Regions from separate parts of the Mus musculus genome. Here region 1 is linked to region 2. The links are chromatin contacts, called in public Hi-C maps. All regions are on one chromosome and are shown on one strand. The core of a region is the stretch at or near the end of the contact, and the rest is flanking DNA. Distances in the headings are between cores, read along the strand shown.

Region 1 (5,999 bases), core at 2,038-4,537, 290 kb before region 2:
TGTCTGGCATGGCTTATCAATCTCTCTCTTGTCCTATGAGTCCATTCTAATTCAAATATCTAACTCCTATTCTTCTCGTGCAGGTGTTCATTTATGCATTGCTATGGACAGGCTTCTAAGAGGCAAATCTGGCCTTTTAGCTCATCTTTCACGGTGAGATGAGATGTCTTCTACATTGCTAGTGCCTTGGACCTGGCAGGCCCTTGCTTTGGTCTCATTAGTCAGGATGCTTGGTATCATCTTGTTTTCAAATTTTAGCCAGGGTAGTAGCTGTGAAATCATCATTTATTACTGTCTTATTATCTCTCTAGTCATTAACAAAATTGAACATCTCTTCATTTGGAGGTCTTTTACGTCACCACCTCTGTCGAATTCTTACTGACAGTTTTGCATGTTTCCCCTATTGAGGTGTTTGACTTACTGTGTAGTTTTAAGCAGAATGTCTATAAAATAGTTTCAAATTTCTATATATAATAATTACATTTGTAATGTAATTAAAAGTCAGTAAGGTATCCATTGACATATAAAAATAGTACATACACTGTTTCTGGGGGGCTTTTTTAATGAAATAAACTGTAGAATGATGGTAAGAATTTACACTTGGACACTATGTTCTGTATGAAAACATGTACTACCATACTAGAATATATACAGTGTAATCTAAATAATATACTCTAATTATTTAGTATGTATTTAATAAAACACAGTGAATGTTTAGAAATAATATTGGATAAATTGGTAAAATTATACATTATCTATTATCTGTCATTCTTTTAAGGGCTAATTTATACCTCATACAAATTTATATTATTTGTAATTTATGTCTTTTACCTACCACCTAATTATTTATTATCTATCTAGGAGCTAAGTTATACATAAATATATCCATATTTACCATCTATCTTTTGTCTGTCTATTATCTGTCTACCTATATATCTATTATCATGTCTATATATTATCTATCCTCTATCTATCTGTCTCTCTATCACTTGTCTATCATTATCTATTAGCTATCATTTTTCTTTAAATGAGGACAGTGCAAATATGCACCATACTATCACCTTGTGGGTCTTAGGTGAAGGATGTTTTTATCTGATTTTGCAATTCTTTCCACTTTTCTATAGTTTTTAACCTTCTCTTGTCATGCTGCAAAGTTATTTTTAAAGATAGAATAAAATATAGCCCTTGGAATTTTAAGGTTAAGGTAACTTGATGTCATACAACTTCTTAGTAAAGTTGCAAATGAAGATGGATAAACTGCAGACTAACTAAGGTATTATTGCTGTTCCCATTAAAAAGCTATTTCGGTGAGAACTATTGGGGATATTTTGTATTTTCTTGAAAAGAATTCGCTGTTTCCCTATTCTTGCTGCTTCCTGGTGTCTTGATCACAAGCCACTTATCTGCTGATTCCCAAGTTGAACCCCTTCTTAACCTGGTTCCTTCTTTGCCGTAAAACTCAATGAGAGCATTGTTGCTTGGGTCAACACACTCCTGAGCACACCTACGCTAGAGCCTCCATGCCTGGGTTCTACCAAAAGATCTCTTCTCCTGTAACAGAGAAACTCTGTGTAAGGCTCAGTGTGGGGAGTAAAGCTGGAGTGGGGTTTGATTAATGGAATCACAGTTTCATAAAGCATATGCAGAAGTTCCTAATCCCTCAAAACAAACGGAATGGGCTAAAGGTTGCTCCACACTCTTAAGTGTTTCGCCATTCTCACAATGACAGGAATAATGTGCATCCTAATTGGGTCCATGACGGGGAATGTGACAACCACCTTGGATAGGATTAGAAAGTAGATTCGAGATTGAAAAGTCAAGTCAATTAGGTTTGGTTCAAAGAATCCATTCTCTAAGATGCTGTCCTGGAAAATAGAGACCTCTTCAGGCTGTTGGGTTCACGCCTTCATATCCAGCAAAGAATTTTAATTTCCATTAATATCCAGAGTGACAGTCATATGTCCAGCCCCCAACACCCAAACCAGTCCAGCCTACTGAAGGCTTTTCAGAAATCCAAGTACCAAGTAAGTCAAAATTAAGAAAACAATTACAGAAGAACGAACCCTTATCATAGAAGTGGTGAAAATGTTGGTGTTCTTTTGAAAACTTAAAAAAAAAAAAACTTGACATAAGATAATCTACACACATGGCACTACCAAGTGTGTATCATAGAAGGCTATCCCATGAGGAGAAATCAGATCCCTGCCGTTCTGCAACCCTTCCAGAAAGTAGTGGGGAAAGACGGCAAGAGGCCCAGGAAGCAGAGTTAGGAAGGCCTAAGATGCTCTCGGCTACTCTGTAATAACAGCGTTCCTTTAGATATCCCAGCCTCCCCAAGCTCCAGGTTTGCAAATGACTATGATCATGGAAACTGAAAGGGGACCTTCATCGTACAGTCTGCATTTATACATGTCAGTAGGAGCCTGCGGGGATGTTACTCAGTAACAACAAAACTAACCTGTAATTATACTACCCACCAACCTGCTTCCTGTTCTGAGAACTAACCCCTTGAACACAAACAGGTTTTGCTAGGCTCGGCTCAAGGCCAGAGGTCTGGTTCAGTGCACATTGTGAGTTTACGAGATGCTCAGGAGAGACCTGTACCTAGGCTCAGCGAGAGTGACTGTGTTTCCTCATAATCTTGAAAAGTGGCCAGGGGAGAGGAGACTGGCAGCCATTTCTCTCCCGTGGGGGGAACCATACTTTGTTTTCGGGAGGCACTCGGCCACATCTGGAGTGTATCTAGGGTGACCTTTGCCACTTACCGCGATAGCCAGTGGAATCAATGCCTCCCGGGGAGGTGCCAGCAGAGTGCCAAATGCCCAGCTCAGAAGCAGCCCGGGGCTCTGTCGTCCCAGCAGTATTAGATCAGTAAGGAAACATCAGCTTCGGCAAAGGAAGCCTGGCAAGAAACTCTTTAAAACAAAGGCTGCTGGTTTCACCGGAGCCATTGAAAAGAAACCCATGAGAGACAGGGTGAAACTTGGCAGGGTTTGTAAATGCTGAGGAGGCAAAGGCCAAATCCGGAAGCAGCTAAATGCGCAAATGCCCAGAAAAAAAAAAAAAATTTGAAAAGAAGAATGTCTGTCACCTTTTGTCCTTCAGAGATATAAATGATTCTGATATAACACTTCTGATACAAATGCTGAGATTCAATCATAGAAGTAAGAATGAGCCGAAGAGTTACGTCCTATCACATAGGATTCAGGATCCAGGAAAAGGCTTGCCAAGGGCACCATATACAGCTAGGAAAAAGAAAGTGTGTCCTGCTGAGGCCAGGCATGCACTCTACCGCTGAGCTACATCTCCAGCTTGGCCTGTCCTCAGCACCTTTCCTCCATTCTCCAGGCAGCCGGCCTGAGATCTCCTTTTCTGGCCCCAATCCCAGAGGTAGCTTGCAGATGCTGGCCTTTCACCAGGCTCCTTATAGCCTCAGAGATGTGTAATAGTGATCTGCTGAGGATGAGGAAAAGGGACAGTGGATACAGGTAAGCACAGCCAGATGACACTGGCCATGGTGACACAGAGAGCATCTCTCATTGTCACAGACACTTTCATCCAGTGGACTCCTGGGCGTCACTTACATTGAGAGCCACCCGGCTATCTTGAAATAAAGCTCTGCCAAGCTTCATTCCTGGTTGCTCCCTCCTATGTTGCTGGCTTGGCTGGACATCATCAGAGCGAGCATCCGAAGGGCTGATTTGACCCAGTGAAGAAGTGTCCGTTCTAGTGTGGTGGATCACCAGTCCATCAGGGTATCCCTGCTGGTGTCCCGGCAGACTCAAGCAGCTTAGCCAAGGGCTATTCCTCATCCTAGTTTCAAACCCATATGCCAGTGTAATTGATTTTTTTCTCTACTTAACTGAACAAATAAATAGATTGCACAGACCCAACCTTGCTGTCAGCATCCGCTGTAGGGATCTGGTGGGGGACTTAACCTGTTCTGAGCCTTAGGAGATATTATCTAACTCAGGAAACAGTTGTTATGCAAACTAACTGAACTGAAAGGGTCTCATGTGCCCTTTGGTCCTCTGTTTCTCATTGCTATTGCATTGCTATACTGTGAGGAGAACTATGATAGATACAGATGTCTGGAAACTTCCTATATATAATTGTAAAAAGTAGATGAGCATAGAACACAGGTTTAAAAAACAAAACAAAACAAAAAAACCAAAAAACAAACAAAAACCATGTTGTTAATTTGGCTCCTGTTGAGAGGAATGATCAGATGCGGTGTGAATTGCTTTTCTCATTACTGTGATGGACTACCAGACAAGAAGCAACTTGAAGGAGGAAGGTTAATTTGAGCTCACAGTTTGAGGTTACAGTCCATCCTAGTGGGGATAACATGGCGGCAGGGTCATAAGCCAGCTGGTCTCACGAACCCAAAGTCAAAAAGCAGAGAGAAATAAACACTGAAGCCAGCTGGCTTCCTTCTCCCTATTCAGTCCCGGTCCCCAACTCCTAAAAAGGTGTTACCCACACTCTCGATGGGTCTTCCCTTTGCAGGTAAACCTTTCTGCAATTACCCTCAGGTATGCCCAGAGGTGCGTGCCTCCCTGGAGGTTCCAGACCTCACAAATTGACAGGGAGCCTTATTGTTGGCCATCACAAATCCTGAGGACCAGTGGAAGTCATGGAGGAAGATATAGGCACTGGCTATTGGCTGGCGCTGAAGGGTCCCTGGATCCTGCTATGCCAAGTGAAGCTGTTGGAGGCCTATTCAGCCCCAACCCTGCCCTCCCTGTGGTGAATGCTTTCCTTGCCTGCTCATTTAAATCAGTGATTACCTTATCCTCCCTCATAGCCCTCCTGTCTCTACTCCCAGAACCCCTTCATTAAGTATGTGTGGTGAAGAACTTGACTGCAAGAACATCCAGGGGCTGCAGGGGCAGAGCCGCCTCTGAGGGGGAGTTCTCTTCTGAAGCCTGGGTGTCCTTAGGAGCACAGCTGGGGAAGACCAAGGACTGAAGGCTTAAAGCAGTGCAGCCAGAGCAGCACAGGAACACACACATCTCGGGGAGAGAAGTTCTTGAGGTTCCCAGACATGCTTCTGAGGACAGGGGCTGGACATTTATGGACAGAGCCAGCTTTTCCTATAAGATTGTAGCTGCATTTGGACACAGGGTGTTAGCCAGCCTACAGTTGACCACGCTCACACTGTGTCTGTATATCTGCTTGCCCGTTTATGGATCACGATCACTGTCGGCTAGAACGTGGAGTTCTCAATGGCAAGAACCAGCTTGGCTTTGCCTTCAACTTGTTTCCAGCTCAATGAATGCAGATGCAGAAACAGTGAATGATCGGAAAAGCAAGCGAATCCGGAAGAGGCACTGTTGTGTTGTATCTTCCCTGAATGCCGTTCCTCCATCCAATCAAATGTTCCCTTGACTCATCACACCTACCAAGAATAGCATCAGGTGCCAGATTATTAAATCAAGGCTCACATTCCAGGGTAGAGGTGGAAACATAAGCCAATCCCTAGTGATGTCACAATGGGATTTCTCAGAGTAATTGCCCCCAGGGAGCAAAGAGAAAAATCATTTGTCTGTGTTTCATGAAGGGCTGTGCTTGAGTTAGTCCAGGTAGATGAAGAAGGGGGTCACCTCTCTGACAGGCAGAAACAGGGTTTCTATGTTGGGGGAGGTAGCAGACATGACAGTGTCAAGGCAAGAAGTCCCCAGGGAGGTGGATGTAGTTGCAATTTTGGATTGGGCAAGAGAGGAGATTAAGGCTTGCTCTGTATGGTAGAGATGTATCTCCAAGGATTGGGAAGCTACCATGCACCATGGTTCAACTTTTTTTTAAGATGTGCTTTTAATTATGAGTATGTATGTGGTGGGGATGGAGGGCCCTGGGTGGGTATGCATATGGTATGTGTTGTATCTGTATGCATGTGTGTGTGTGTGTGTGTGTGTGTGTGTGTGTGTACACATGCCTGCAGAGGGCAGAGATGTCAGGTTCTGGATCTGGAGTTATTGGCAGTTGTGATTCACTAA
Region 2 (6,745 bases), core at 3,147-5,646:
TGGCTCACAGCACATCTGACAATAAGGTAGTGACTCCAAAATAATTTGTTTTTCCTTTCAGAGAGCCACCGAAGTGATTTCATGGCAACCCTGCTGTGTTTGCCTTCAGAGGTTTGCAGTTGGAAATGTGTTCATTGTATCAGCAAAGTAATGGATTAAAAATAGGAAACAGGTACAATTTTTAATCATTTAGGCATTTTGAATGGAAAGCAAAATACTCTTAAATGGTATCTAAAAACTCAGAGGTCTTGCTGAATCTAAAATCAACCTTTGCCACGAACTTATTTCCATGACTGTGTTAAACGTATTTCATTTATAGGTGAAATGGGATGCATACGTTAGTAAATTATGCACATGTAAGGGTGGTGCTGTGTAGACCAAAAAGGGAAGTATCAGGGGATACAATTTTACAATATTCTACTTCCGTAAATGATTCTTATCATAGGCTGTCTGGTAAAAATTGAAAATGGAAAATCACTTCTGAGAAAAACATTCAAATACAGGTTAGCGACTGCATGAATTAAGATAACTGTAATCTATCCCAAGCCAAAGAATGAGGGGATTTTAAAAACAATTCAAGAAAATATAAAATTTAATGTAAAGTGTCTAGATTAATAAAAAATATATCTAGATAGATAGATATAGGTCTGAAGAAGCATGCATCTTTATATTTGTGCTTATCTGAACTTGGATAGAATCTCTTTACTAGTTGAGAGGTTCATTTTTTAATGCCATAAATGATTTCAGTATATTTTTACTATCGTTGTTTTCTAATAACGATGGATGATTGTTCAGGAGTTTTAATCATTTAATTTTTAATAAAATATAAAATGTTAAAAAGGTTTTTAAGAATTTCATGGAATTTATAAAAGCATCCTTACACTCTAATTTTATATGAGTTCTACAACTCTCATTTTGCAGTTTCAAGCACACATTCGTTCCTTCCTTTCTTTTCTTTCTTGTTTTGTTTTGTTTCATCTTGTCTGGTTTTGCTGTAGGGCTTGCTTCTTGGTGGAGCCCTGGCTGTCCTAGAACTCACTCTACAGATGAGGCTAGCTTTGAACTCAGATTCGCCAGCTTCTGTCAACCGAGTGCTGGGATTAAAGGCATGTGCCACTGACGCCTGGTGCCCAGCTCTTTCTTTTGTTGAGTCGGGGCTTCATGTAATCCTAGGCTGGCTTCAAATTCTCCATGCAGACGACAGTGGCTCTGAACTCCTGATCTACCCACATCCATGGCCCAAGTGCTGATATTGTACACCTGTGCTACAATTTCCAGGTTATTTAATTATTTCTAAGTGGACAGGAGACTTTTCCCAACAAAATCATAGTAGACTGGTAGGTAGACAATGGGAGAGAACGGGAGGGAGGGAGATATTGAGATGCCAAAGCTTTTAAATTCAGACTCCATTTTAGAGAACCTGACCTAAGTTTGAACTCAGGTAAACTAACAGGCTGGTACCTAGCATTAGTTTCCAAGTTGCCCTCCAACAAAACTGGAGCCTAGCTCCAGTCTCTAGGCTAATCCCTGACAAGACCAACAACTCCAGGTTATTTCCCCAACAAACCTGCACTCCCAGGTTACAAGGCCACCCCCTGCCTATCCACCACCAATGCAGAGGAGAGCAGAAGTTAAGTTTATGATAGGACTCCCAGCACCAGACAGTTATGTTAAAGGCCACAGGAGCTTTCCAAGTAGATGCTTGCACATGTACTCCCTGTTTGCTGCTTACTATAAAGTTTTGCCCCAGTAGACATTCGGGGCTTCCCCCACCTCTAAAACAGTCCTGCATGGCGTTGGGGGTGGGGTGGGGAGAGCCTGAGCCAGCTAGAATAGAATGAAGACACTGCTGTGAGTTGCATCAGATGGGCTTCTGTGTGTGTTGTTGGGGATCACTAACATTTCCCTGGCACAATAATATCTATTTTGCTCATCTACAAATCAACAGATTTCCCCATCCCTTAGGACGAATCTTCAATGCCTGTCCTCCTTTATGCAACACTGACAAAGCTCCTACACTTGGCATCCAGTCCCTGTCCGTTCTCCCCACCTCCCTGAAAATAGACAGTGCTCTTTGGAGGGACCCTGAAAGTGTGGTAGAGCTCACACCATTCCATGTTTGGAAACTTGCCTTTACCCATATCCCTGTTTGTCCCTTACTGAGACACGCCCCAAGCTTGTTTGTGAAGAGATGGGTTTATCTTACAATTCCCCTTTGTCCACAGAGATTAGCAGCAAATCACATAGAGGCATATCTTCTACTCTTATAGCTGTAATTGAGCCTACAGCTCAGCCTCAGTCCTTTTAGGGCTCCCTTTAGAGGGAAGCAAACTAAAGCTCACGAGACATACTTAACAGCAGTAAGTAAACACGATATTTCTGTAGAATGCCTGAAAGTGATTCAACAACGCAGAAGGAAAAAAACAAAACAAAAACAAAAAAACCAAAACCAAAAACAACTCTTCACTTTCTGCCTCCATACCTGCCTAGTGTAGTTGCAAAGAAAAGTTTTCATTATATTTATGCATTCGTAGATATATTGGTGTATGTGCATTATAGCCATGGAATATAATAAATACAGTAAATCGATAAACTTCTTATTTATTTATTTATTTATTTATTTATTTATTTATTATAAGTACACTGTAGCTGTCTTCAGACACTCCAGAAGAGGGCGTCAGATCTCATTACAGATGGTTGTGAGCCACCATGTGGTTGCTGGGATTTGAACTCCGGACCTTCAGAAGAGCAGTCGGGTGCTCTTACCCACTGAGCCATCTCACCAGCCCCAATACACTTCTTGAAAACAGGCAATTTTAAGGACAATTATATATTAGCATATCACCGAGCACTTCTGCTCATAAGCATATGTACTGAATGGAAATAATTGAGTCAAAAGATATCAAAGAGAAGGAATATTCATAATTATCCACAGCATATGAAGCATCTATATTTATATTACTATGTTTTATGAAATATATTAATGTTCTACACTAGTGTGGATACATACACTATATAACATGCTACTTTGAATACTTACGATAATGTAACAATGTATATTTTGCTTCGTCATTTGTTTTCTTTTGCTCTTTCACTTAATGTTTTATGAACTTCTTTTCCTGACAGTACACACCAGATGGCTCTTTTGTAAAAAGTAACTGCAGGGGTGGGCAACATGGCTCAGCTGGCCAAAGAGCTTGACACCAAACTTGACCACTTGCGTTTGAGCCTCCAAAACCACATGGTGGGTTGTTGTCCTCTGATCTCCATGCTTGCATACAGTTTAAAAAGAATGTAATACGTTTTTAAAAATTCAACTGAGGAAAGCCCTAGATGTGCTTTCTTCAGGTCCCAGAGGCCACACGGGTGTTTGTGGGCACACCATGCAGTCTCTGTATGAAAATAACATTCTCAAGAAAATGAGAATCCAGGGCATCTGTGGATTTCAACTTTCTTGGCACTCTCCCCAGTGTGCAGTAGGCAAGGGCACTTCTCATCCTGCCCTTTGGTAAGGACAATGGGGTGTAGAACAGGGACTCCTGTTCAGGCTGGAGACCTCCATGGGTAGCTAGTAAATAACTTTGCTAGCTTCTTCTTTCTGGCCTTTCCCTTTCTGCAGGCTTGGCATTTTAGCTTCACTTTGACTGTGCCCCATTACTGTTGCCAACCCTCCTCATAGCATGCCTTCTTCCACCCACTTCTGAGCCCCTCCATCCCCACCCTTGTTCTCTCTAGTTCTGGCTTTCCTTGATCAGAGAATGTTTAGGGAAGTGCTAGACTGTGTTCTCCTTTAGTTCTGGTGATTCAGTCTGTCAGCTGACACTCACTGGATACGTGGCTTCCCTAAACTTCTAGGTCATGGGAAGGCGGTTGCTGTGCCGGACCCTGAAGCAGGGGCCAGAGTGTGTCCGGTGCCCCTGGGCAACCGGCCCTGCCCTAGGGCAGCAACTGATGCAGGTTTGCGCAAGGGCTAGTTGAATTTAGAATTCCAAAAACTGCCTTTCGACACCGAGGACTCTTCATTTGAATTTTTTAAAACAGACTGCTTATGAGATCTGTAATCCTTCCACAAAGCAAGGGAGTTGCAAAATTCTTAACAGCCCACATTAGCCGGCCCTAGGGTGTCCGGAACTGGCGATGCGAATTTCTAGTTTCTTCTCCATCCCGAAGCTACCCTAAATTCGACTTCCTCCGCCATCCTCATCTTTCCACACCGTGAGCTTTCACGTGCATTCTGAACTTCAGAGCTCAGAAGTTGTTCCGGTCTTTCGCTTTCGCCTTGAACCCCAGTGGCTGGCGCGTAGTACGCAGACTCGTGCAGGGCATCACAACAAACCTGCGGGAGCTTTCCCCGCCCCCTCGGAAAGTTTGTCCCCAGGGCGTGGTGCAGACGCTACAGATTTTCCCAGCTCCAGAGCTGGAAGATCTGAGAGGACCTGGTGTGCCCCGGGGGTTCTTTTTCCTGAGCCCTGAGCCGGGAGCTTGGAGTTCCCGAATTTGTCCCTCCCTCCTCTGCACCCGGCAGCGACTGGTCGCCACCTTCTCACTGGCAATCCAGAGGGAAGAGGGGAATCAGAGAGATGTTGTGGCTGTGGTTAGGGCTCAGTGGGCAGAAACTATTGCTTTGGGGCGCAGCGAGCGCGGTCTCCCTGGCCGGCGCCACTATCCTGATCAGCATCTTTCCGATGCTGGTAAGCTACGCGCGGAAATGGCAGCAGATGCGGTCAATCCCGTCGGTGGCCCGCGCCTACCCCTTGGTGGGACACGCGCTTTATATGAAGCCCAACAACGCAGGTATGTGTATGTACAAGGAAGTGTCTACTCCGTCTACTACTCTAACTAAGGCTGTTAGGCGCCTCGTCAGTCAGAGACACCTATTTAATGGACTGCTCCCACTCCCTCCCAACTTTTTCTTGCCACAATTGAGGTCTTCACATCCCTCAGACCTGCTAGGAGAAAGAAGAAATCTTCCAACCTCCACACCCCCACCCCTCCAACTCACCCTTACCCTCCAGGGAGTAAGTTCCTAATTCTCCCCATACCCATTTCCACTCTAGTGCCTGCCAAATTGCTTTGTGCCTCCCATCCTATAACGAGCATAGCAAACATACATATGTGTATATAGCATGTGTGTATAGAACAGGTTACAGTCTTTCCAAGTAAAATTAATTGATTGATATGCAGTTAAAATCCTCTTGGCCTTTGTAGATCAATCCTTCTGAGGAAGTCTTTCAAGGCCACTTCAGCAGACTCTACTGCCAAGGGCCTTGAAGTAAATTTATATGGCTAGGTTCAAAAATCTTACTTATTGGAGAGGTTTTTGTCGTTATTGTTGTTGGTGGTGTTTTTTAAACCTGAAATAATTTTAAAGAAATGTTTTATGCAAAAAAATTTTGTTCTTTTGCTTTAGAAAAATACCTAAAGTCAGAAAGTTCTTAAAAATAGTGGTATCTGTGGTTCCCTGTTAGAGATAGTGTATTCAGTCTTAACACTTAATCTTCATGGCTGTGTAAGCCTGGACATCCAGAACTGAGAAGAGACTTCCAGATGGCACATTTTAAAAGAACCTACACCAGATCCTACCTTTTCTTCAGATTAACTATTAATAGTTGTTTTACGGGCTGACCATCAATTTTAAATCTTCTTTAATATAGGTTTTAATATAGTTGCATCTCATTTTATTTTTAAATTTTTTATTGGTTATTTTCTTTATTTACATTTCAAATGTTATCCCCCTTTCCGGTTTCCCCTCCAAAACCTCCCTATCCCATCCCCTCCCCCTGCTTCTATGAGGGTGCTCTCCCACCCTCCCACCCACTCCCATGTCACAACCCTGGCATTCCCTATGCTAAGCATTTAAATCTTCTTAAGATCCTTTATTATCACTTCTGCGACCCAGGACAAAAACTGTCACAACAACTTAACTTGAATAACATGGGACACCATGGGAAAGTTTGTACGAAAATACTATCTAGCAGAAATCCAAGCAAATTCTCGTCACCTAACAATCGGTGTGACTTATAAGAAGTAATCCAACAACACTTTTATGTATGTTAGAACCATGTTGATAAAAACCCATGCTGTTTAGTTGAATAATACTCAAAAGAAAGCTAACATCCCCTTCCACTCTGACACTTGAGAGTCTACCCTAACCATTCCACTGTGAAAATCGCAGAAGATGAAATACAAAACCCAAAATGCCCATCAGGAAACAGTCCAGTGTCTCTGCTATATACAGAGCCCCATCATGTTCAGTAAAATGAACCACCCCAAGACCTGGTAAAGGTATTATTTTTGAGTGTTGGTAAAGAGTTTTTAAAGGAGGTTAGTGAATCTGAGCGGCCCAGATAAGAAAAATTCCTCTTTAACATGAGCAGAATCCTAACACCCTGAGTTCAGAAGAAACAATGCAGAAAGCAAACTGGTGTCTCTCTGAGGTTTTTCTCCAGCCACGTTGGTCATCAGAAGTCCAGGCTTGCCAGCCTTCAGACTTCACTGCTTAGGCAAGCCCTTGGCCTTCCCCCACTTCCTCTTCTCCAGTATTTCATTTTCTATCGCTGGTGCTACTCCTCACAGTCTGGACTGCTCAAAGACTCTAGGGTTCTAATTCAGCTTAGACATTGTCTTGGCACATTTGTCTCAGCACAAATACATTATCCAAAGGTTGACTTTTTGAGGAAGCATTGTGTATGGAATGTGTAGGGGGGTTGTGTGTATGTTCATGCATGTATATGTGTGAAGGTGT

Evidence for each region. A called contact is a pair of places that touch in the nucleus more often than the background predicts.
Region 1: a contact with region 2 is called in a Hi-C map of liver, with 2.7 times the contacts expected there. The contact joins the enhancer-like site here to the promoter of Cyp4v3 in region 2. A contact is called at or near these places in 1 of 39 promoter capture datasets (pre-B cells) and 2 of 484 Hi-C or Micro-C datasets (both in liver).

What each region holds. Positions count from the first base shown.
Region 1 is chr8:45,618,534-45,624,532 of GRCm38.p6, reverse strand. The region is part of intron 1 of Sorbs2 (sorbin and SH3 domain containing 2); the gene reads right to left. Among named protein-coding and RNA genes, the nearest start is that of Gm16351, 17 kb to the right of the region's middle. Within about 2 kb of position 3,287, at least 21 of the 459 cell types and tissues checked have an H3K27ac peak or open chromatin away from gene starts, as enhancers often do. A contact at or near this core is called in liver, where this site is marked.
Region 2 is chr8:45,330,814-45,337,558 of GRCm38.p6, reverse strand. Cyp4v3 (cytochrome P450, family 4, subfamily v, polypeptide 3) reads left to right here and starts at 4,396. Exons shown (of 11, transcript NM_133969.3): 1 at 4,396-4,794. The coding sequence starts at 4,581. All of the region lies in intron 3 of Gm30504 (a long non-coding RNA gene), which reads right to left. It overlaps Fam149a (family with sequence similarity 149, member A), which reads left to right. Exons shown (of 14, transcript NM_153535.2): 14 at 1-844.